Regions from separate parts of the Mus musculus genome. Here all the other regions are linked to region 3. Evidence: chromatin contacts called from public Hi-C and HiChIP or PLAC-seq data. All regions are on one chromosome and are shown on one strand. Each heading gives the region's core, a stretch centred on a gene start, on an enhancer-like site or on the middle of the called end of the contact. The rest is flanking DNA. Distances are from core to core; before and after follow the strand shown.

The links. A called contact is a pair of places that touch in the nucleus more often than the background predicts. HiChIP or PLAC-seq counts read pairs in DNA pulled down with a chosen protein or histone mark.
Region 1: a Hi-C map of liver shows a contact between it and region 3, with 2.2 times the contacts expected there. The contact joins the enhancer-like site here to the promoter of 4930552P12Rik in region 3. A contact is called at or near these places in 1 of 39 promoter capture datasets (liver), 10 of 484 Hi-C or Micro-C datasets (embryonic fibroblasts, embryonic stem cells, liver and 2 more) and 17 of 115 datasets of contacts at active chromatin or transcription factors (bone marrow-derived macrophages, differentiating embryonic stem cells, embryonic fibroblasts and 9 more).
Region 2: a contact with region 3 is called in an HNF4G HiChIP or PLAC-seq map of pancreatic cancer cells. The contact joins the enhancer-like site here to the promoter of 4930552P12Rik in region 3. A contact is called at or near these places in 1 of 15 datasets of contacts at CTCF or cohesin (the NIH/3T3 cell line), 1 of 484 Hi-C or Micro-C datasets (uterus) and 4 of 115 datasets of contacts at active chromatin or transcription factors (extraembryonic endoderm stem cells, fibro-adipogenic progenitors, pancreatic cancer cells and 1 more).

The regions. Positions count from the first base shown.
Region 1 is chr19:55,547,106-55,551,453 of GRCm38.p6, reverse strand. All of the region lies in intron 7 of Vti1a (vesicle transport through interaction with t-SNAREs 1A), which reads right to left. Among named protein-coding and RNA genes, the nearest start is that of Gm41871, 150 kb to the left of the region's middle. Within about 2 kb of position 2,628, at least 47 of the 459 cell types and tissues checked have an H3K27ac peak or open chromatin away from gene starts, as enhancers often do. A contact at or near this core is called in bone marrow-derived macrophages, hepatocytes and liver, where this site is marked.
Region 2 is chr19:55,866,568-55,870,921 of GRCm38.p6, reverse strand. All of the region lies in intron 5 of Tcf7l2 (transcription factor 7 like 2, T cell specific, HMG box), which reads right to left. Among named protein-coding and RNA genes, the nearest start is that of Gm52391, 69 kb to the left of the region's middle. Within about 2 kb of position 2,146, at least 56 of the 459 cell types and tissues checked have an H3K27ac peak or open chromatin away from gene starts, as enhancers often do. A contact at or near this core is called in extraembryonic endoderm stem cells, pancreatic cancer cells and trophoblast stem cells, where this site is marked.
Region 3 is chr19:55,699,751-55,704,109 of GRCm38.p6, reverse strand. 4930552P12Rik (RIKEN cDNA 4930552P12 gene) reads left to right here and starts at 1,906. Exons shown (of 4, transcript NR_045318.1): 1 at 1,906-1,982. It overlaps Gm41871 (a long non-coding RNA gene), which reads right to left and starts at 2,967. Exons shown (of 3, transcript XR_877940.2): 1 at 2,898-2,967; 2 at 2,377-2,497; 3 at 1,483-2,225.

The sequences.
Region 1 (4,348 bases), core at 1,379-3,878, 150 kb after region 3:
ACACTGTGAATGTGAGCACTCACCGCCCTTGACACTCACAGCTCCCTGAGGTCGAGCAAGATTGTGTATTTCATGCTCTATGGAAACCTCTAGTGTTTTAAGAACTGCTCACAATTGTTTCTTGTCATAATTTTGTTAGGTGAGGCATTTGAGCTTCCTACACATGATCAGTCCCCACCCCCAGTCCAGAGAGAATGTGGCTTTTCCCTGTGGGTATCAGATCCCCGTGCCCAACCCAGATGGAATGCGGCTCTACCCGGTGGGCAGCAACTTTTGCTTTGCCAGCTTTGGTTCAGCTGAGGGTTTTGGATGCCCGCACAGGCCTTGGTCAGAGGTGTGTACTGGAGAGGCCTGTGGTGGGAGATGACAGGCAGACACACAGCAGGGGACAACAGCACCCCGGGCCTCACTGCTGCCACTTCTCAGGCCGTCTGACATTAGGGATCCACCCCTGCTTCGGTTTATAATTTCGTCTGTTGGGCATGGAGGAGTCTTAATCCTGACCATATGAAGGCAACTGGAATCTTCAAAGCAGTGGCTCTCAACCTTTCCAGTGCTGTGGCCTTTAATGCACTTCATGTTGTGCTGGCTCCCAACCATAAACTTCTTTCATTGCTACTTCATAACCGTCGTTTTGCTACTGTTATGAGCTGTAATGTAAATATCTGATACAAAAGGGGTTGTGACCCACAGGTGACAAGTGGTGACCAGAAGTGGCTCCGCTGATCAAAGCAGGACATTGAGGACCAAGAGGAGTAATGGACCCCCTACATATGTAACACAGAAAACACAGACATTTATAATAAAAGGCAAAACCAAACAAGCCTCACTGGCCATTTCAGAGATTGCTGGTTTAACATGTTGTTTTAAAGACTATTAAGTGAACAGAGAGGCACTGGTGCAGAGGACTCAAGAAGTTGATTCATCTGCTCTTTGATAAAGAAGAATAGCAGCCAACAAGTAGAGAAGCCAAGCCTATCATCTTTGTAACCCTTAACCTGTGCAGACATCACCAAGAATGGTTGCTTAAAGCCATTCACTTAGAGGCTGACAGAGGTCGTCACTGTAGACCAGGTCAATGTGTATAATCAAGCCCATGGATTAATCTTGAAATCAATAAGAATGATGCAACCGAATACCAGGTGTCTCCTGGAGTGATAAAACCTGTGCTTCATTAACTCTGTAGTGTGCACTATTCGCTTACAGAGCACAGAGGAGAGAGGAACGTGTTAAAGAGCACTCACCACAGAGACGCCATAGGCCAAACCGACAGTGTGGGAATTTTACAGAGCTTTAGTCCCATTCATCCAACAAGTGACTGCAAAGGAGGAAGAGGAGGGCCCTCACACACTACCAAGCTCTTGGGGAGTGTCAGCTAGATGTGATGGGCATGCATCGCTCAGGTCTTGATCTAAACTGCCTGATGTGGACAATTTTGAAAGAGATTGTGCAATTAATATTAAAGCTGTTAGGTGTGAATGGGGCACTGTGTGTCAGTTCTTAAGCAGTTAAGCCACCTGTGCTGCAGGGCCACACTAAAACAGCTGTAGGTAATGTCCCAGAGAAGCAAAGAAACGAAAGGAAGGAAGGAAGGAAGGAAGGAAGGAAGGAAGGAAGGAAGGAAGGAAGGAAGGACAGAAGGAAGGAAGGACAGAAGGAAGGAAGGAAGGAAGGAAGGAAGGAAGGAAGGAAGGAAGGAAGGAAGGAAGGAAGAGGGGAGGGGAGGGGAGGGGATGGTAAAACAACCCTAACCCTAACCCTAACCCAACACTTGGAGACAAAGAGCAGGACCATGAGGCTGAAAGCCAGTCTGAGGTGCGCAGCCAGATCCTGTCACAAAAACCCAAACGGAGCCAAACTCAATCCTGAATGACCATATCAGGGACACGGGGCATGAGGGGTGGGATCCCTACATGATTTCCTGCCTCCTCACGTACACATTTCTGAAATAAAGATTTACAAGAAGAGAGAGAGAGAGAGAGAGAGAGAGAGAGAGAGAGAGAGAGAGAGAGAGAGAAACAAGGAAAGCAATAGGCAAGTAACGAAACCGCAGCCCTTATTGATCTGGTCAGGAAGTCCATCACACAAGAGAACTCAATGTCACCACCTCCTCTACTTCAGGACAGGTTAGGTATCCAGGGAATGACAGGAGGAAAGGAATGGAAGCTTCCAGAATCTGCCTGCAACAGGCAAGCCTGATCTAACCAATGGGCCACTGTTCTCTTTAACCTTGTCCTCAGAGAAAACCCCAAACGAGGACCAGCAGAACCACCCCTTTTCCCAATCTAGGATGTATGGTTGACAGTATGCGCGGTCAGGATCCTCAGACGGCAGAGGGCCAGTGTCTTTCTGAGCCACACCTCCTTCCTCCGCCCCTAGCTTTTTGCTTTACTATGGCTGTTTAGAACTGTAATCAGCTTGGCCTTTGAGGGAGTTGGGCCACAGCAATGTCATCATACTTGACACACACAAAAAAACGGCTTAGTGGGACGTTTAATATCCTCACGCCAGTTTTTTTCAATTAAGTGACCACAACTAGCAAACAGCTATTACCACAGGGACCGTGTGCGGTGCTGAAACACGCAGGGTTGCAGCAGTGAACCACAAAGGCTCACTCGCTGGGGAAGAGGGCAGGGAGTGTCTCATGAAAGTTCTTACGTCATCACTCAGATCTGTAGTCCTGTCAGCTCCTGCTAGGAACAGTATTCAGGCTTCCACAACCCCAGTCAGAGGCTGTCTCGAGACAAGCTCTGGCTAAAACCAGCTGCGGTATCCATGTGATGGGCACACTGTCCCCAGCTGCTGTGAGCCAGGGCTTCTCGGTTACTGCTGTACTCTCAACGCTTACAGGAGCATCTTCTCACTCCTTCATCAGCCGACAGCTCCACAGAGAGCACGCCTGCCTAACTGTGCTCTTTAGCTTTCACTTAGCTCGGCCCACACATTCAGACCAGGTTTACCTTTTGCACAATTAGTCACTGCTTCCTAATCAATGGCAACCGTGCTTTGGGAGACACGGGTCAAGTCATGGAGCAAGGTGGCCCATCTGACCTTGAGACTGTCCTGGGCATTGAGGAAGTCACCCTGTCACATGAACACACAGTGCATGCCTTCTTAGTTACTAATTAGAAAGCCAGCATAAGATTTCAGTCCAGGCACCCAAGGCAATCTATGGCCCAATCTTACCACAGAACGAAACGCCGGATGCAACTTCAGGTGGCCAAGCTCCGGACTCGGTTGTGGTCCTGCCCCACTCAATGCCATGCATTCAAAGAATTCAGTTCACTATAAACCTTTGAACACCAGGGAAGCAAGCAGCCACTGTTGCTGAGGGCTTAGTTTTCAGTCAGGCAGGATTCCGCTGGTGTCCCATACGGGCCGGACTATGTTTTGGCTTTACCCAGCACTACTCTGGAACAGGATTTCTTCTCTCATCTACTTGCCACTTGATTCTCATTGGCCTGTTTTCCCCATTGCTCCCTCTCCTTTGCCTCCTGGCTTCTCGTAACTGACAACCTACTCTTAACTTCTGCAAGACAAAGCCTTCTAATTTTTAAGACTCTTTTTATGTATGTATGTATGTATGTATGTATGTATGTATGCATGTGCGCCGCATGCATGCTTGGGGGCTGAGGAGGCTAGGAGAGGTGTGGGCGGATTCCCCGAACTGAGGACACACACAGTTGTGAGCTGCCATGTTGTGGGTCCTCTGAGAAGCTGCCAGTGCTCTAACTGTTGAGTCATCTCTTCAGCCACCACCCTCCCCTCACTTCGCAGTGCTGATTATTCACCTGGCTGTGGAGAAGTGTCTTTGCTTTATGTCATCCATCTGTCTGTCTGTCTATGTTGTAATCCATCTGTCTGTCTATGTTTGCTTTTGCTTTCCGTGATTTGGGGTCGTAGATGGTAAATCTTTGCATAGCCCAACAACACTGAGCGGTTCTCCTCTATTTTCTTCTAATGTTTCATGGCTTTGTATATTACTCCTTCTCAGTTGATGATGAAAGACATGGTCTAGTTTTATTCTTCTGCATGTGGATACCCAATTTTCCTCAGAAACATTTGCTAAAGAGACAGTCCTTTTCCCAGTGTATGCTCTTAGAACACTGAGTGAATATTTATTAGCATCTATAGTTTTTGAAGCCTCTGATGATTTTTGCCAATAGCCAGAGCTGAGGGCTACTGGGCTAACCTGACACATGTTTCAGAAAGACTCCATAAGAATAAAAGAAAACCTGGCATTTCTGTAAAAAGACATGGCACCTTGTAGGATTCCCATCAAACTTATGTGAACATGAGACCCTTGTACAAAAACATGTGTTAACATAGATGGAAACTGCTTTTGGAT
Region 2 (4,354 bases), core at 897-3,396, 170 kb before region 3:
CAATGCGCTCCTCCCTGCCTTCCACTTCTCCTACCCTCTGCACGGCTGGAGGAGCAACAGCTAAGCTTCCCCAGACGTGCATCGGCTTGCTGGGGATCCTGGGTGGGGACACCGTTCTGCTTTCATCTAGCTAATGGGACCAGGGAGATCGCCCGAGAGAACCAGGCTTAGGTCAACAAATCTACAGATTGTGCTCCATCTTCACTTAAGATGCCATGCCCAAATTTTGGCATCTACAACATGGCCAAAATAACAGATAATTCAGCCCAGGACGCTCTAAAGATTGTCTCACTCCCCCCTGGTGCCTCTGTGGGTAGTAACTGGGTGTCAGCCTCACCCTCACTACCGCCTTAGCTTGAGTTCTCCTAAGTCCATAAGGTGGTCCAAAGCACTCTGCAGTGCAGGAAAGAACATCGCATAATGAAAAGCAGTAAAGGCCAGGGGAGGTGCACCAGTGTCCAAGAAGCAACAGACAAAGCGGGGGCGGGGGGGAGGGGTTCCCTCCTCTGTGTCCAAGAAGGCCTAGAAATGGGGCAGAGTAGAAACTGACATCCATAGCTCAGCATGAGTTTCTGAACAGGGTGCAGCACACGGAATCAACACTCCTTCCAAATAAAAGCATGGGTGGGAGAAGGCTGCGCAGACAAAGCCCTACAAGCATTAACACTCGAGTGTGATCCCCAGAATCCAATGGCCAGCTGGCCAGCCTTCCCCAGTAGTCCCAGGTTAGTAAGGGAGCAAGTCTTTTAAAGGAAGAAAATGGAAGGAGAGGGGAAGATACCTGAATCTGATTCACCAGAGATTCTTGTCCTGTGAACTCCACATGCACTAGAATACGTGTACATACACAGATACACACACACACACAGGGAACATCTTAAAGACAATACCCACATACCCTGTGTCCATATAAGGTTCTCTAGTAAGAATAGGAAGACACGGTCTGTGTTCTGGTCATGAGCTGGGGAAAATAATAGGAACTTATAGGAAAACTCACAGAGGTAGGCCAAAATAAATAAACAAAACTCACTTTTATTGTAGTTTTATATAACTATGTATAATGATTTGCTAATCCCACATCTCCAAAGAAACTTGGTCTTACAACTTTAAATCAAGTGTACAAAGTGAGTAGGGACGGGGAGGAGACCGTTCCTGGAGGCCCAATCAGGGCAGACCACAGAGAGGAAGTCCAGGGCAACCAGGCTTGAGGACATTTTGCTGTCCTAAAAGGGCAGGACCAAAATGGGGAGGGGGTGTCCCATTCTTCTTGGGTGCAAACAAAACATATATCATAAAGGCCACAAGCCTTTCCCCAGACACCACATCCCTGCCTAGCAGAAGGATGGACAGAAGTGGCTCATCTTTCCTTTAAGGCCTCCATGCTTCTGAAATCACCCTCCCAAAGGACACCCACCTTTCCCAGGGGTTCTCAGGAAAGTGACGTGGAGAAACAACTGTGTCCTGGAGACAGTCACACAACTACAGGTGATTACAATTTTATTCTACTTTCTAGTCAAGGGCGTGTTTCTCTGGGACAAGGAGACTTCTCAACACACACACACACACACACACACACACACACACACACACACACACACCCTAAACAGAGGCCTTCCAGGATCCCAGTGGGCAGAACAAAGAATGAAAAGACACTGGCTGGATGCCTCCAGGGCCCACCTGCCCCAACCCTGTGGAGCAAGTTTACCGCCAAGTCATCTCTTACCAAACCTGGTTCTGACTCTAGCACCAAGGACAGGATTTCCATGTGGGGCCCACACAGCTTGCTTGTCTGAAAGACCAGCACAGTGAGTGAATGGACTAGGCCTGCGAGTATCTCTTGGTTACCCCAAGTTCTTGCTTTTCTTGGGTTTCATTTTTCTTTCTCCAATATCTTCATTTTTTTCCCCCTGTACTTCCTTCTGGGAGTAACTGTCTTTTTAAAAAAAAAAAAACAAAAACAGAAACTTTTTGAGTGCATGCACACACACACACACACACACACACACACACACACACACACACACACACATCTCTCAGAGAAAGTCTTTGCTCTCCTGGGGCAGTGGCCATAAAGGCTAGAAATGGTCATACTCTGTGTACTCAGACAAGCACACACCCAAGGGTGTTTCAACAGAATGGCAAACTTTGGCTGTACAAAGGCCACCTCATTCCTTATTCTCAGCCCAAGTAGAGGTGGCCAGATGGAGACCAGGACAGGGTAACCAAAACTCTAACCGGACTTCATCAAGAGACATGTGGCTTCTACCGCACTACCGAAACACTGAAAACAAATTGTGGGACGGTGGGAGGGGGGGGGTGGGGGTGGGGCCTGGGAATGGCTCGGTCAGTGAAATACTTGGGGCACAAGCATGAGGACTTGAATTCAAATCCTCAACACACATATCAAAGTCCTGCACTGTAGTACACATCTGTAATCCCAGAACTGGGGTGGCAAGGATGGGCAGATTTCCCGATTCTTGATGCCCAGATACTCTGAACAACCACTAAACTTCAGGCTCAGTGAGAGACTCTGAAAAATAAGGCGACAACTAGAAGAGACACCAAGGATGGCTTCTGACCTCTTCAGCACATATAAACCTACACTTTACCAACAGGTATACAGCACTCACGCACCCACACCCACACCCACAACAGCTGTGTTCTTAAAAATGCAAACAGGCTTGAAACGGCCTTTCAGACCCATGGCAGAGGAAGTAGAAGGTCTGAGTGAAGGGCAGAGGCTGACCAAGCTCCTTTTATAGGTTCTTGCTCAACTAGTAGCCAAGACAATAAATGCCTTTCAAATGAGGTTCACAGGACACAGGAGGGAGGAGGTGTGGCAAGTAAGAGCTTTCACTCTGTCACACTGCTGTACCGCCCTCCATACAAAAGAAACTCATTCCAGGGTAGGCATGGTTTCCCCTCCATGTCCAAGTCCAGGATGTCTACTCCTCTGACATCACTAAAGAGACTGATAACAGCAAAGGTTTCAGAACCAGAGATACCACACTAGAAAGTGGTAGAGGAAAGGAGGGGGGTAGCAGGAGAGGGATAGGGGAGGGAGAGAGATTGGTAAATGATGTTAGAGCCTTGTAAAGCCATTTCCCACCCAGGTACTGTTTTTTATTTGAGGGAGGCCCTACAAGGAACAGAGGATTTTAAGGATGATCTGCACTCTCTCTTGATGCAGTCTAGCCCATGAAAAATCAATCTGTCACTGCACAGAATTATAAAAGAGGAAGCAAGCTGTCACCTACAGAAGGGCTTGAGTCTTATCTATTAATGATCTGTGTCAGGAATGGGGAGAAAAATGTGTGGCTAGCATAGAAGGGGAAAACGGAAGCAGGCATTGAGTTCGAGCCAGGCTGTCCTGTGGGGTAGGGTCAGCTGGACCTCCAAGGCTTCACACGAGGCAGAAGAACCAGCCAGCTGCCACAGATGAATTCTTGGCATGAGCATCCCACACAGCAGCCCTTCCTATCTCATAGACCAGCTCACAGGGTCGGAGACTAGTTTCAGAGGCAGCAATAATGTTGACGGTGATATAAGTTTTTCAGTCTAAGGGATGACAGATAACATGGAGCAGAGGGTGTGGTCAGTGGCCACTGAGTATCAGGTGAGTGGAGTGGAGTTTCATCAGAACGTCACCTTGCTGAGGCATGAGAAGTCCCCAGGTGGGACTTGAGAGCCATGTACTCATTTAGCCTAGAAGAATACGGTGAAGGGACTATATGGATGCAGGGGGGCGGGGCGGGGGAGGGTGTTGATGTTTAATTTTTGAATAGAAGGATTCTGAGTTGTACAAGAAAACCACAGCTCATACATTTGGAGGAGCGGGCACATCATAGAATATTCCAGAATCTCCAGTACTTCTAACACACACATCTGCCAAGCGTCCTATTGCAGTGGGATATAGAGAACCTTGTTTGCTTGGCGCAATGGTAAATGACCTCCGCCTCTAGAATGGGCATCTAGGAGCCATTAGAAGTCCTCCCCTTGCATGCACAGAAAACCATTTTACAACTAAGAGCTGCAACAACATGAGCCCACCTATGACTCTAGAGGCACAGCTTCGGAGCTCTGGAAGTTCATACAAGTTCATCCAAATACAAGCTTTGCCTTTGGGGGTGCATTCGACGTTGTTGCTCAGGCTGCTTCTAATTAGGGCTGAGCTACATTTTCATTTAATTTTATCACTATTATTTTTTAGCTAAATGCTTGATAACCTGGAGTTATAACACAGGGATTTATATAAATTAACATACACACACACACACACACACACACACACACACACACAAGCGCGTCTTCCCTTCTAATATATACTGTGAATAAACATTCATTTTTCATATAT
Region 3 (4,359 bases), core at 657-3,156:
GGTTGAGATATGACTAGATTATATCCAAATTAGAGAGAGAGAGAGAGAGAGAGAGAGAGAGAGAGAGAGAGAGAGAGAGAGGTGAAATCTGCGGGAAGCAATGAACAATGAACAGATGTGCCGTGGCCCTTTGACCTCCTCACCCTGATGACTCCTCTGTCACTGTCCTCACCCGTTCTCACCTGTGATTGCAGATTGGTACTCTGAGCTCAGGCTGAGGTACTTTGAGGTACTTCCAGGTGGAAGGACTCTCAGAATGAGCCAGGCAACACCACCCTTGTGTTGTTTGAATGAACAGGTGACAGGCCCACAGAGCTCCCCTAGGGACCCTATAAAGCTCTCACCCCGAGTTGATAGAAACGTCCACATGGACACAGAGCTGACCCTCCCACCAGCTTTTAGTCCCAGGTTGGCTGCTTCCAAATAGTGGACTAACACAAGTCCCATGAGTAATGTGAGTTTCAGCTTCCTCAATGTGAACTAATAGGAAACTCTCTACCTTCTGGGTTGAGTGTGGGATGGGGTGGGGTTCCCAGAAGTCAGACTATGGTAGTAGTGGGATTCACAAGCTTTTTGATCACAGTATCCCTGCCACTTGTAAAAATTATGGAGCATACCAAAGATGCCAGAAAATTCTATAAAGTGTGTCTCATTGACTACCAGATATCATAGATCCTATGAAAAAGTCCATTTATATTTAAGGTACAAGTGGAGTCTTTGCATACCATGAGTAAAGTCATGGGTTCAATCCATAGGTGTGTGTGTGTGTGTGTGTGTGTGTGTGTGTGTGTGTGTGTATGGTAGAGAGAGAGAGAGAGAACATTTCTCAATATGAAGTATTGAGAAAAGGGTTAACTCCATAGGCCCCTGGCCATTGGAAACCCAGCATCAGTGCATTCAAAACCATTACATAATTCCCTGTCCGTCCATGCTACCAAAAGCAGTGTATAGTGTCCAGAGAGTCGGCTTTCTTTTTTAAGAAATATTTTAAAAAATTTTATGTACATGTACACTGTGTGTGCACATCTTCATTTGTGTGTACACCCGTGAAGATGCTCTCAGAGGTCGGCACAGGATGTCAGATCTTCTGAAACTTTATACGCAGTTGTGGACCATTCATTGTGGGTGCCAGGAACTGAAACTAGATTGGTACTTCTGACTGTGTCATGGGACTGGTGTTTGGACTTTGCGATCTTGAAGTTGATGGATAAATGCCAGGAAGAGAGGATCTGAGGCAGGAATGCCACCAGAGAGGGCAAGTGGAGGTACCAGTGATCAGGACTGGCCAGACTCCCGTTCACGTTCCTATAGCTGCTTTGCACATTGAATCCTGCTGTTGGAAAGCACATGGGGCCACGTGCAGGAGGGAGGGAAGATAGGTGGCCGGCCACCAGGAGTGGAGGGCTTCTGGGATACTCCAGCGACCTGGACCCAAGAACAAAGACTTTTATCCCCAATTCTTTGTGAGACAACTTTGAAAGGACACCTTTGATTCCAGAGTGGCTGTGTGGGTTGAGTGAACTCTTGCCTCCTTAACAAGAAGGCAAAAAACTGGGTGAAGGAAAGGACACTATTAGCCAGCATGAGTTAACGGGAAGGGTTCTGTCTATTTGCCAAATGTAACCACTTTCTTTGTCTTTGGGAAGTTTTACTGAGTCGGTACACTTAGTGCTGCTTCCAAGAAGGCTTTGAGTTTCTCTTAGTCTTTCCTGATGCTTTGTCCCCTGTATAACCTCGTTGACTGAAGTCTGGGGAAGACAAAAGCTGCTGCACACCTCATTGACTGAAGTCTGGGGAAGACAAACGCTGCTGCACACTTTATTGACTGAAGTCTGGGGAAGACAAAAGCTGCTGCACACCTCATTGTCTAAAGTCTGGGGAAGAGAAAAGCTGTTGCACAGCCTTATTGACTTCGGTCCAGGGAAGAGACCTGGCTCACTGCCTTCTTTCCTCATCCATAGGCTGGCTCCAAGACCTATGTGGTGAGTCAAGGCCATGGGTCTGCCTTTGGGCTTCTTTTGCTTCCACCTGTTCCTCTGGTTTCTTCTTCCTGAACCTCAGGTTGACATCTGTCAGAAAATTTGGTAGCCACCAAAGTCAGGGCCCACCTAGTCTGTCTTAACAACAGCGAACAACTCCATCCTCCTCAGCTGCGGTGTTGTCAACAGCAAAGGGAAGGCTGGACCTGAAGTCTCTGGACGTTAGACGCTGGGTGGAGACGGGAGCTGTGAGCATCGGAGGACATCAGTAAGCAAGCAGCATCCTTCCAAAGACCAAGGGCGAGGGCAGGATGAGATGCTCAAACTAGCACCTCATCTACACGCGGCTGTATCTTTACTGATCTAAGAGGACCGCAACGTCATGAGCAATACTTACTTATTTTAGGCTTTGCAGGCCTTGGGATCGCCACTGAGCAATTCCACTACTGTAGTAGGGAAGGCAGTGCGGACAGTAAGTCAGTCATTCCATGGGGAATGTGCTCCAGTCAAACTCGGGGCTGTATTTCAAAAACGGGGGTCAGAAGAACGTGGCGCACAGGCAGGCATCACGTGCCACCCCACCCCCACAACAAGCACTGTCAGGCAACAGCTCTGTGAAGGCAGTTTGCCTCAGGTCAATAATGAAGTAAACTGCCCAGGGCTGGGAAAGCAACTTGGGCGAGGTTACAAATCAGAATGGAGACCCCAAGTGGACTGAGTTCTAAAACGAATGTTGCAGGTCCTAATTTGTCTCCGTGACTTGATTTGCCATGAATCTGAGAACACACTTAGTTCCGGAACACTTAGCAGAGGGATCTTTGACACCCAGGATGAGATTTGAGGGTCCCACCCTCTTCCTGGGACACCCCAGAGAAGCCAGATGTCATCGGCTGTTGCCACCTACACTCCAGATCTTACCAAGAGGGAGGTGGTCACAGCTCCCACGCTGCCAGGATGACTGGGCAAGAAGCAGGGTTTGGCCAACAGCTTCCTGGCGCCCAGTTAAACTTTTGACTTTCCAAATTAGAGAAGTTGAAAGTTCTTCTGGGTACTTTTTTTTTTTAAGGGAAACATGTTGTATTGTTAATTATTTACCAGAAATGGCTCTCCTCTCTCCTGTCCTAACCAGAGTTATGTTCCCTTCAGTTTTCCGCCTCCCAGTCGTTTAACACTGAATGCAGAACTAACTGTTAGGGGTTTCTCCTCTCAGACTAAGGAAGGGTGCACTTGCCGAAGGACAGGGCTGGTGGAAAGGGCTATGTCCTCTCTCCAGAGTTGCTTTCTCTCAGCTGCCTTGAGTCTGATCTGTGGTTTAGCCACCCAGTTCCTCCCGCTGAGTTCCTCTCTTATCTGAGGTATTTTATGGACTCTCTCCACAGAAGCTGCTTGCGTGGGGGTGGGGAGGGCTCCCGATCCCATTGTCACCGAGGTTAAACATTAAAATGATCAGGTTTCCTCCCCACCCCAACCCTGTCACCTTTAAACCCCCTTTTGGGCACACCTCCCCGGCTGAGGCAGAAGGTGCTAATGGCCTGATTTACACCTGTGTAAAGTCAGGAGCAGCGCTAAGGAGCCTGAGAGTAAAGGCCAGGGAGTTGAGGCCACCAGGGAGACCTACACACAACAACTCCCTGGACAGAGGCATCCAACACAACTCTAATCAACTCTAACCGCAGCAAACACTGCTGTAAGCAGTTTCCGAATAGCAGGGAAGGAGTTAAGAGGCTCTCTCGTTGGAGGCACCTCTCCACGCAGCTCCCAGGGCACAGGGCTTAGCCCAGGATCATGTATAATTGATACCATCAGTCTCATGTATACCCATTCCCCATGCTGATAACGAGGGAACATCCTAGCAGAGGCAAGGGCTCAGCATCCTAGGTTGAGGCCATTCTCCAAGCACTCCTTTCAGAATAGGGGGACTATGGGGTACGCTGCAGGAGCCAGTGGTAGAAGAGGGGCAGCAATGACTTTTCTGGGCAATGACATCCCAGTTGTTTTCCAGTCAGACAGATGGGGGTTGTGTTTCTTTTTCATAATCTCCTGCCATGCTGTGTGACCTTGGGATGGTCGGTTACCTTCCTCCACTAAGTTTCCAGACTCATGTCCTGTTCCCGTAATCGACCCTCATCGCTGTGTATGTGGAGGACGGCAGTGACAGTCCCATCTCTTTTGGGATCTTAGGAAGGTTATGTGAGCTTCTACATGAAGTACAAAGGTTTAATTCAACATATTTTCACTTGGGTGAGAATGTGACTCAGTTTACAGAGCACTTGCCTACTGCACAGGGAACCCTAAATATGACCCTCTGCACCACAGAAACCAAGCAATATCACAGCTGGTGCACCTTGGAGGTGGAGGCAGAGAATTACAAGTGGAAGTG